Regions from separate parts of the Oryctolagus cuniculus genome. Here region 2 is linked to region 1. A link is a contact called in public Hi-C data. All regions are on one chromosome and are shown on one strand. Each heading gives the region's core, a stretch centred on a gene start, on an enhancer-like site or on the middle of the called end of the contact. The rest is flanking DNA. Distances are from core to core; before and after follow the strand shown.

What was found. Hi-C and Micro-C count contacts between places; a contact is called where the count stands out from the background.
Region 2: a contact with region 1 is called in a Hi-C map of an unstated tissue, with 1.9 times the contacts expected there. The contact joins the enhancer-like site here to the promoter of RASGRP3 in region 1. A contact is called at or near these places in 3 of 6 Hi-C or Micro-C datasets (psoas muscle, skin fibroblasts and an unstated tissue).

The regions. Positions count from the first base shown.
Region 1 is chr2:169,424,364-169,430,146 of mOryCun1.1, reverse strand. It overlaps RASGRP3 (RAS guanyl releasing protein 3), which reads left to right and starts at 2,342. Exons shown (of 19, transcript XM_070069715.1): 1 at 2,342-2,669; 2 at 3,190-3,806.
Region 2 is chr2:169,512,423-169,518,205 of mOryCun1.1, reverse strand. It overlaps LTBP1 (latent transforming growth factor beta binding protein 1), which reads left to right. Exons shown (of 33, transcript XM_070069261.1): 31 at 2,319-2,441. Among named protein-coding and RNA genes, the nearest start is that of RASGRP3, 88 kb to the right of the region's middle. Within about 2 kb of position 2,560, at least 2 of the 8 cell types and tissues checked have an H3K27ac peak or open chromatin away from gene starts, as enhancers often do.

The sequences.
Region 1 (5,783 bases), core at 1,093-3,592:
TTCCTATATTAAAAGAAATCTATGGGCACACAGGCTCAATGCGTACATACAGTGCATTCAGCTCATTTGGATAATAGTAATAGATTTTCTTTTTATTTTACTTTAGGCTTGAGCTTAGGTCCTCTAGATTGTACATATTGAAACTTTTGAAATAAAAACATATTTTCCTCCACTTACGCAACCAAAATAATTCAAGAAATTTATATATTGTTTTCCCTAACGAGGCCATTCACTTTCTCCCCTATACCTTTTGAGAGAGTCTGCCATTAACATTAGATTAAGAATACAGAGCAGATCTTTCCCTAAAAGTGAAATGCTTCCTGCCTAGAGATGGGTTTTAGTGGAAGCTCTGTGCAGTTGTTTTTTTTTTTCTTTTTGTAGAAGTAAAATATTTCTCCACCAAAGGAGAATAACCATTTCTGGAGGACAGTGAAAGCCTGGTGAATATCCTTAGTTTCTTAGAAACATTCATTCTTCCCACATGGGAGCCCGGCTGGCTCCCCAAAACATGTCACCCCATTGCTAGCCTTGTTCTTGCCAATGTCAACTCAGCTATTTCAACACACTGTGGCTGTTCTATGCCAACAGCCATGGATTTCCTTCATCTTTTCTGCTATTACAAGGAAGTCATTCACTTTCTCTCCATCTCCCTCTCTTTCTCTCTCTCTCCCTCTCTCCCTTTCTTCCTCCCTCTCTCTCTTGCTCACATTTTCCTTCCCAATCTGCACCTGGGATGTGGATAGTCTTGCTTTTTCCCCATAGCTCTGGCTGAGTTCATTGTTCAATAGCCTATTGTTTCTATTGAAGAAGGCTTTGCAAGAAGGGACAAGAAATGATGGATTAGAAAACAATTGTCAAATCACTACACAAAAATAGGAAACAGGAAGTTTTGTTTCCATGATCAACTTTTAATTTTAGTTTATCACAGTTTATTTTGGTTTTGTCTTGTTTCAGGTGACTCATAAATTTCAAATATATGTGTTAGTGAAGTTTATATTTATCATGACTGCCCACAGTGTATGAACTCTTTTATCTCTCCCTTAAATACAGTTGGCCTGTTCTTTGCACTGCTTTGGCTTGCTTTAGGTAGCTTCTCCAAGTAGCTGGGAAATTAATGTGTCATGTTGAATGACAGTAGTATGGAATGATAGATAAATTTTTAGGTAGATAGACAGATATGAAGGGTCTTCAAGAAGATCATGGAAATGAGTATGATGAACAAACTATACATGAATTTCAAAACTTTTTACATTAAAATAAATTAATCTTTTAATCCTATTTTCTATGAACTTTTTTGAAGTACCTATGTAAACAGAGAGATAGGGATGATAGATGATTGCATGACATATAATAAATAAGCATTTAATAGATTCATATGAAGGAACTTAAGTAATAGCAGTTTAAAAATTCTGTCTTTAAAATTAATGTTGTAAAGTATGACCCACACAAGATAATTACAAGAGTATAAAATATGAATGTCACAACTAAAACACCCTCCCTCTCCACACTTAAATTCTCACTTCACAGAATCAACCTCATTTTAGTATCTTGTTACTCTAGCTAATATTTTGAATGAAGTTGAGAATTATCTTGCAAAAAGTTTATGCCAACATAAACTTCCATGTACTATTGTATGAATGCTTATCTCTTTACACTTCAGCAGCCTCAAACATTATCCAAATTTTTATCTGCTAATCTATGTGAAAATGATAACTAATTTTTATTTAGTGTGTGTTGTCTATAATTATGAGGGAAGTTGAACAACTTTGAGTAGTAGGACTGTGGGTTATTAGTTTAGGTTGCAGATGTATGACCAGTTTATAAACTGTTTTAAGCAGAAATATCTGCTTTTCTTATTCACCCAATGGTATCTTTCTTATGTTGAAACTTGCTTCAAAAAGCATTTCAATTCTTCTCCCCCAACCCCAAAAGAAAAACAACGAAAGTCCTCCCTAGGCCTCCTACCTCACACATCCTTTGTCTCTTAGAAATTCCATTTACATGCCACTCCTATAGAAAATAAAGGACTCGGAGTAGGTTCATTCATAGTATTTTATCAGAAAATGATGCATCTTCAAGCCCAAGCCTTGCTTATAGGACATAACTACTTCTATTGAAACTGAGACTATAAGAAATTAAGGATAATTTGACTATGGTGCGTATACCAAAGCTGAGTTATTTGAGGCCAAATTTTCTTTAGCTTGTTTATTGGTGTTCACTTGGAAAACACACACACACAGGGCCCTAACTTGGGCTGCTTTTTCTAATCAAATGCATTTCCTGCCTTCTTTCCTCAGTGCTCAGCCTATTTATAGCCCTGGAAAGGAAAAAGCCCCACTGGAGGCAGGAAAACTAAGTTCGGAAAGAATAGGAGGAAGTGTGCCTGCCATTTAGCCAAACAACCTTTAATTCATTGAACTCAAAGCCTAGCAGCTTGACTGTTGTTAGGCGTAAGCAGCTTGCAAATTTCTTTTCATTTTTTCCCCCTCTTTATTTTTGAACTGCATTTGGGCAATGGAGGTGATGACAGCATTTTAGAAGAGAGAACAGGGCTCTCTAGGTATTTAGACACATTGAAGAGAAAACTTGCTAGAAATTGATGAAGTGGAAAGAAAAAGATGATTCAATAGTGGGAGGAACTATAAATGATCACACATCTGCGAATTAAGGTATGTGTCGTGTTTCAGTCTGTCGTATCTTCATGCATTTCAGGAATTATATTGATGTTAGCATGGGCAATACTTGTGGTTTGAGGGCATGTAACTTTTCAGTGGGCCTTATTTTTACCTCTGAAGGAGTATAGAAACCTGCCCCAGTTGACATTGTTAGTCTTAACAATAAATATTTCATAAAATAATAATTTCCTTAGGATAACTTTATTCCACTAACTTCAATAGTTTCTTTATCATCAGGAGATTAGATAGTATAAATAATTTCATGGATGATCACTTCAGAAAAAAGTGTTTTTCTGGTATTTGTTTTCCTGTTTGAAAAGCTAATTAATATCCATCTATGGTTTCTTTGATCAATGACGGCTTAGAATATATTTAATAAACAGGTCCTCAAGCAAAAATAGACATTTCTAGAAAAAGTCATTTTAACCAAAATTTAAATTTTATATGAAATTAATTGGAGATAAAGATTATTTATTTAAATATAAATATTCTTTTCCTGGACATTCACTTTCAGAAAAGAACTTTCAAGAAGTACAAAAACAAACAAACAAACAAACAAACAAAAAAACAACAAGAAAACAGTGAACTGTTTCCAGGGCTAGAAACTGCTCACAGCAAGTATTTGCATTTAAATTATTATTTAAAAACATTCTTTCAGCATCTATTTTCTGAATGCCTTGAAAAATGTCACTGGGTTTGAAAGTGGAAAGGTTGAAAGGAAATGGATTAAATCCAAGAACAGTTGATGCTGCCCACGGAAACTTGGAAAGCTCCTAGGGACATTCTGAATTCTTTGAACATTCCTTGCCCTAAACAAGCACATTTGTTTAAATGATGCACCCTATTTGCATCTACTGCTGATAATATCCACAGTTATGTGTTGGAGTAACTTGATTGATGTCACCACAATAACTAACAAAGGAATACGTTTCTGGTGGTTTATTGAAAAGGAAGACAAGGAGGAAATGTGTTTCTGTGATTTGGGCTTATCCTTGTTTGAGATTGGGATGTTTAGAATCTGTCGTAAGAAGATAGAGAAACTGGAAGTCAGAAGTGCAGCGCCAGCCAGGACCCGCATAGGAGGCCAGGACTCGGTTCTGGCTCAGTGTGGGTCTCATTTCCTGGGAAAATGTAAGGGTCTTTTTTTTTTTTTTTTTTGATTAGAAAATGATAATTCATTCCACGGACACCATAGGAGGGTATGATGCTGTTAAACAGAAAAGTCGTGATTTCTTAGTTGAAATTAAGTTGCGAGGAAACAATCTTGGTGAATGTGGTAGACCTGAAGAAGCAAACTCAGAGCTTATTTTCAGGACATTCAAGTGCTACCATCAGTTCTCAGTCTATTTTCTGACCCCACAGACAGTCTAAGGTAGCCGAGCTAATTGCCACAGCACGGAGCTGTAATGGTGGAGAGGTTGCTCAGAGCTGTCCTGATTCATCTTGTCCTGGAACTCAGAGAAGTGCTTAGTACTGCTTCAGGTTTAAGCAATAGATAAAATTATGAGTTATATATTTCATTCTAAGAATCTATTTTTTTCACTTGTAAAAGTCTCATTGTAGGTCACTGGTTCCTGGATGTCCACGGGTGCTTATAAATCTACGAAATGCTAGTTATTGGAAATACATTTCTCAGGAATTGCTTAATAGTTTCACACAGTAATTGATGTGTTTTCAAGCTTTTGGGAACATTATAAGTGAGAGCTAATTTTGAAAAAAAATTGTCCAATATAACTTTTTTCCATTTAATAGACATTTATTGTTCATTCTCAGTATGACTCCTAGAATCACTATGTGCTTGCAGTTTATGTAGCAGAAACCACCCTTGGCCCTCTCATTTAAATATAAGTGAAATCAGGTTGCTGAATAGACCATGGGAAGCAGCAAGGAAATCAGAAGTTGTCAAATAGACTCTGCAGGTGTGGGATGTGTTGAAAACAGGAGAAGCACTAGGTCAGGTGGCTGCACACTCCTGCCATCTGGCCTCATGCTGGTCAGAGGAGGAAGGGGCGTTACTTGTTGATTTTGTGCATCTACAGGAACCTGAAATTTGGAATAATGACCTCTGGAGAGTCCCTTTCTCCTATGTACTCATCCCCTCACATTCTCTATTACAGGCCAATAAGCAACTCCACATCATCAAAACATATTTTTAAGGTCTCCTTCTTATAATATAATAATAGGAGAGAATGTGTTAAAGAAGATGATGTGGGCAGGCATTGTGGTGCAGCGGGTTCAGCTGCTGGTATCCCATATCATAATGTGGGTGCCAGTCCTGCTCTGCTTCTAATCCAGCTTCCTGCTAATGCACCTGGCGGGCAGCAGATGATGATGCAAGTACTTACATTCCTGCCACTCACATGGGAAACCTGGATGGAATTCCTGGCTCCTGGCATCAGCCTGGCCCAGCCCCAGCTATTGGAAAGCACTCTCTCTCGCTCGCTCGCTCTCTCTCTTTCAAATTAATTTATTAAACAAAAAAGAGGACAACATACTTTATGGTCCAAAGAAATGACCAAAGAGACAGCAGCAGGTCAGGGAGTTAGCCAGAGAAATGACGATTTTGGTTTCAGTCCTGCTAAATTTGAGATGATGATGGAGAGCCAGGTAGAAAAAAGTAAACAAACAACTGAAAATGGGCAGTAATTTAGGAGGGAGGTAACCACTGGAAGTGACAGCCAACCTCTAATGAGCATTCATTACACATCCAGGCTCTATTATTTTATTTAATGCTCACAATCACCTTTGGGCAGGCTCCACCACTAGTCACATTTTATAGATGAGTAAATGGATGTTCAGAGAAGTTAAATAACTTGTCTACGATAGCACAGCTGGTGAGAGATAGAAAATGGAACCCAGGCATATATGAGGCCAAAGCCCGTGTGCCTGCTAATTCGCATGAAAAATGCAAGGATATTGCAGTGGATTTTACTTTCATCACCTGCAGAGGTCTAAAGGTACCAATTTTTCATGCTATAACCCAAATTCTAACCAGATTTCTTTTATTCTTCCTAACAGTGGTAATGCTAATAAAATCCTGCACTTCTTGATTTATCTCTCTTATAGGATTGGCTTATGCACCGAGATTTCTTATTTGTTTACTTTTAT
Region 2 (5,783 bases), core at 1,311-3,810, 88 kb before region 1:
CCTGGGTTTAGTTCTACAAAGTAAGCCCATGAATTAATTCATCTTTGATATTCATTTTTGATCACAACTGTTGCTTGGATATAAAATACTGAACAAGTCTCCCTCTCAGATGTACGACAAATGCATATAAAAAGTCATGAGAAAAGATGACCTCAGCTCTTGAAACTTGTAAATATTTCAGCAATCTCACTCTCACAGGGAGATCTTCAGTCTTCTTTCTCAAACTTTAAGCAGAACTGACAACCATTTGGGTTCTGTTTGAAGTTGTATTTTTTTTCTTGAGGCAAGGGTCTTTTTCCAGGTTCAGCTCTTTCCTAAATGAAATTAATGGTTTCACACTAAAGTGCTGGGACGTCTGAGGCCTAGATGGTCCTGGAAGGCCTCCACGTAAGGAGAATTTTAGGAAGGGGCAGCCGGGCTCCTTCGCTATCTAGTGGTTCAAGGTCTTCTCTTGCCTGACACTTTCTTTGTGCAGTTTTGTGTGTTTGTGTGTGTGCGTACATGCACGTGAGCGCACGTGGACACTCACCCTCGTTCCTCAAGTCCTGTGAGTAGGAGTGGGGGAAAGAGAGCCTTCCGCACTCCCATGATTGCCTAGGCGCTGTTCTGATTATGAGAATACAGGGCCTCTCCAGGCCAGGGGGCTGCTGCCTGTGAGACCGCCCCGAGAGCTTGGTCTTGCCTGATCTGGGGCTGTCCAGGGAGCCCCGGAGTTTCCACCACCCATGGACATATCTGAACAGGCTATGTGCTGTGATACACATGTAGAGAACATGAAGCTGTGCTTGCTCCAGCTTTCCTCCCTAGATGACTACTTCTAAATGTAGGCAAGAGCCTGGCTCATAATTGCTGGAAAGCTTTGTAAGCCTACAATACATGGACATCCATGTGCTGAGTGCAGCCCGTGAGGACTGCAGGGATTTCAGAAGGCAGATGGCCGTGGAGCTGACCCAGCCTGGGCTGGGAACGTGGCCTCGAGAAATAACCAGGTGAGTCTAGCTGGGGTTCAGAGAAGCAGAGGACAGGGATGCCAGTGGAGGGACAGGCACTGAGCCTAGCAGTCAAGATAGCCACATCCCACACTGCAGTTCCTGATTCTAGCTCCTGAGTCCAGCTACCTGCTAATGCAAGACCCTAGGAGGCAGGGGCTTCCTGCCACCTCCAGGGAAGACCTGGGTTGAGTTCCCAGATGCGTCATGGCCTAACCCAGTATGAGCATTCAGGGAGTGAACCTGAACCAGCAAATGGATGCACTTTCTCAAACTAATATTTAAGAGTTTCAAAGGAAGGAGGACGGTTGTGGGAGATATAGAATGTTAAGAGCGTGCGGTATGGTGTTCCAGTAATGACCACAGATCTGGCCCTGCCACATCTCTGTGCTTTTGTTTCCACATCAGTAAACTGAAGATCCTAGAACAGCCCTTTCATAAGGTAGTGTCAGTATTTGAGTGAATAATGTGTGTTCTATGCTTAGAGCAATACCTAACATGCGGTGAGCCTGCTGCAACTGTTAGCTGCTGTTACAGCCACTACGACACCATCTTTATTTTGTAATCAACATTGCCGTAATGCTGTTCATAAGGGACATGTAGGAATATGAGTTTACAACAGAAAGGGTCTCCAAAAAGTTTGGAAAATAGAACTAAAAGAAAAGTTGACTTGGGTGCAAAATCGGTTTTACTCCCACATATGCATCTGCTGCGAAACGTGGACACGTTTTGAAACATCCTCAGAGTGGCCAACAGCTCATGCAGCCTACAGAGCTGCATCCTCGCTCAGTATCAGGTCATTTTTGGACACCAGAAGTCTATAGTTTCCTCTCTAGTGAGTGGAGACGTCCCTGCCCGTAGAGTAACTTTTATACCTTAAACGTGTCTTTAATGATACCTTTATTCAAACCCATCAGATGGGTTTGAGTAAAGCTGTTCTTCCCAAAGACCTGGCTCATTTTTCCCATTCCTTCACGTTCTGTCAGTAGTTAGCTACGGGTTTTGGTCTTTGGGGTGGGTGTTTGATGAAGCAGGTTAACATGCCATATGGGGAGCCTGGACGGAGTTCCCATCTCCCAGCTTCAGCCTGGTCCACGCCCGTTGCAGGCATTTGGGGAGTGAGTCAGTGGGTGAATGCTCCCTCTCTCTGGCCATCTCAAATTCAAGAAAAATCTTTAGACACAGTCCACATGCAGTGGTGCATGGGAGGTGGAGGCTGGTATGAGACTGTGCCCTAGCGGATCCCCCTTTGCTCTGAGCTGCGAATGGTTCCCCCAGGAGCTGCCAAGCAGGGATGGGGTCTCATGTTGGTCACTGTTTGCTTCGTAGATGACTACGCCCAGCTGTGTAACATCCCAGTGGCAGGACGCCGGCGGCCATACGGACGAGACGCCCTGGTTGACTTCAGTGAACAGTACACTCCCGAAGCTGACCCCTACTTCGTTCAGGACCGTAAGCAAACTCGTGAATTGTGATGAAAGATACATGTGATTCCTGGGAATCTGTTAGCAGTGCAGATTTTTGGGCCACAGCCCAGACCTGCTGTTAAGAAAGTCTATTTTTCAAGCTGCATGGGTAGTTCTTCCATATGCTCTAGTCTGACAGCCACAGATTCCGTGGTTCATCTTGCTGGTGGGCCGCGTCTATGTTTACTTCTCTTAAAGAAAATGATCTTATTGTCGTAATTTCCATAGCAAAATCATCTATTTTGTTCTCTCAGTGGTGGTCTACTTCCAGGGCCAAGGTTTGCTTGGAAGCCGCCTTTTTTTTTTTTTTTTTTTTTTTTTGATTCAAGGAAGTGACAGACATTAACTCTAACAAGATGAGTGTTTTAAAAAAACTTGCGCTCTGCCGGAGCCATGGCTCACTAGGCTAATCCTCCCCCTAGCGGCACCAGCACACCAGGTTCTAGTCCCGGTCAGGGCGCCGGATTCTGTCCCGGTTGCCCCTCTTGCAGGTCAGCTCTCAGCTGTGGCCCGGGAGTGCAGTGGAGGATGGCCCAGGTGCTTGGGCCCTGCACCCCATGGGAGACCAGGAGAAGCACCTGGCTCCTGGCTTCAGATCAGTGTGGTGCGCTGGCCGCAGCGCACCAGCCGTGGCGGCCATTGGAGGGTGAACCAACGGCAAAGGAAGACCTTTCTCTCTGTCTCTCTCTCACTGTCCACTCTGCCTGTAAACAACAACAACAAACAAACCTTGCGCTCTTGCACATATACTCACAAGGCGATTAAGTAAGAAATAGTGTGTGCTGGATTGTCCTGGATCTATGCGCAGAGCTTTCATGGGGGAAGGTGAGCGCGTGTCCAAGTGCACAAGTAGTGTTTGCCTTTTGGAGGTCACTGTCCCCCGGTGTGTGACCAGAGCATCCTGTGTGAGCAAGCCTCCCCACGTACAAGCTCACTTTTTAATGGCAGAAATCAGAACTTCCAAATACATAGTCACAAACCCAAGTCTGAAAGAATAGGTGATATATTCATAGACAGCAAGTTGTCAAGAACAGGAATAGAGAAATGTGGATTCCAGGAGTCTTGTTAGCGCCCCACTTGTCATTGTACCATGTTAAGACACAGAGTCGCTGTGGAGCTAGGAGTTGGGGGTTAGGACTTGAGCGGTATTGCTGGGTTAACACTGTACACGAAGCCTTTTCTGTGAGTCCTGTCACCTGTGCACAGTGCTCACTGCATAGGAACTCACTCTAGAGCAACTAGAGCTTGGTGGGTGCGTTTAGGAACTGTTTCAATTCAAAGTCAAAAAGATTTTTTAAGGGTACCAGTGTATTGATCATCACAAAGAATTACAAATGCTTTTAAATGTACAAGGGGACCTCAGAAAGTTCATGGTCGATGCATGTTAACTTTTAATTCCATTTTCCATGAGCTTTCTGACATACACTTGTACATGAAAATCACAATCTGTGACTGCAGCCAGATGGGTCAGCACCCAGCTCTGCAGCCCCTGGCCGGGTCATGAACATTACCAGTTTCCAGAAGGCCCCTGGTGTCCTTTCCCATGTCTCTCCAAAGGTAACTGCTCTCCTGACTTCCGACACCATTAGTAGCATGATAGCAGCACGATTCCTTTTCCTTGGCACCTAACCATGCACTGCTTTGGGCCTGAATGAGCTCACAAATAGAGGGGGGGGGGACAGCGCTGTGGCATAGCTGGTAAAGCCTCCACCTGCAGTGCCAGCATCCCATATGGGCACTGGTTTGAGTCCCGAGTGCTCCACTTCTGATCCAGTTCTCTGCTATGGCCTGGGAAAGCAGAAGATGGCCCAAGTCCTTGAGCCCCTGCACCCACATGGGAAACCCCTCCCTCTTTCTGCATAATTCTGAGTTTCAAATAAATAAATGAATGTTAAAAAAAAAAAAAAAACGGAAGACAGATATAACCATGAGCATCTTAATTTTTACTCTAGGTTCTTGCGTCACTCAGAGGCTGTGCATGTAAAACTTAGATACACATACTTTGTAAAAAAGGAGAAACATTAAGATTGAAAGCCCAGCTTGTCCCTAAGTCTAGAAAGAACAGCTTAAGTATAGTCCCATGGTTTGTGGATAGAGCCTCTATCACACTATAGTTCAAATTCCCGACATTTTTATGTTGAAATGTTCTAGTTTATGTACCTCATTGTAATACTGACATTGATTTAAAACTCTTTAATTCACTGCAAATGTTAAGAAATAAACATGTTGGTGTCTTATCGGTTTCCTATCTAGCAACATAACAAGTTGAGATGCAGTTCCAAGACCTCCAAGCTTTGGCTCTGGAATGACCTTTAAATGTCTTACAAGTTCCAAGGAAAGATCTCCCCTTCCCAGCCAGTTTTCTGAGCCACAGCTAGGGCTGTTGGTCTTGCTGCAGGAATGATCCTACGGGCATGGTGCATCTTGGAGTGGAGGGGAAGAGGCTTCTCTTCACCTGTATGGTCTGCCTCCCCTGTGACCTTCGGTTAGACCAGTGTTGCTAAAACTAGAGCTTCTTAGTCAGAGGTCAGCAAGCTTTTTCCGGTTAAAGACCAGCTAGTGCAGCGTTGAGGCTTTGCAGAAGTATGTTCCTTGGGGTAGCTCTTCCCTTCTGCGAGAGTATCACAAAAGCTGCTGTGTTTATTTACAAAAATAGATACAGAATGAGATTTGGACCTGGGACTACAGTCTGTGGACTTCTCTAGAACCGAAAGCAGTATTTCAGAAAGTCTGCTGGACAAACAATGGGAGTTTCCAATTTTAATTTCTGTAATAAAAGACATTTTACTAGCTCTAAAAAGAAAATGATTTTTACTTGGAATTCATGGAATTTGTAAATATTTTTGTTTGAAACTTTAATTTCTTAACTCGGTATTTCTCTAGCTGGCTTTGGGTATCTGCTCTCATATTCTTTATGGCCTGTAATATTTTTCTTTTTAACATTCTTAAATGGGCCTATCATGGAGTATTACTCAATGTTTAAAATTTGAGTTAAATCTTTAGGGCCTGCATAAGCAATGATAGTTTGCTGCCCCCTGCAGTTCCACAGGGGAATTACTTCACAGACCAGCTTGGAGGAACAGCTGTATTTTTGGTTTCCTTGGTGCTTATTTGTGGTGCAGCTGGATAGCAGAAAGGAGATGAAAGGATAACATGACAGCATCATGGATTTATATTTACAACTTTCATCTCTGCAAATAGATTAGCAGTCACAGTGCTTACTTAAACTCTAGGTATTAGCTCTAAATTGCTTTGAAAATAACTATTAAGAAAATCAAAGGAGTAGCTTTCACAAAAAAAGAATTTTTTTTCCCCACATCCTTGTACT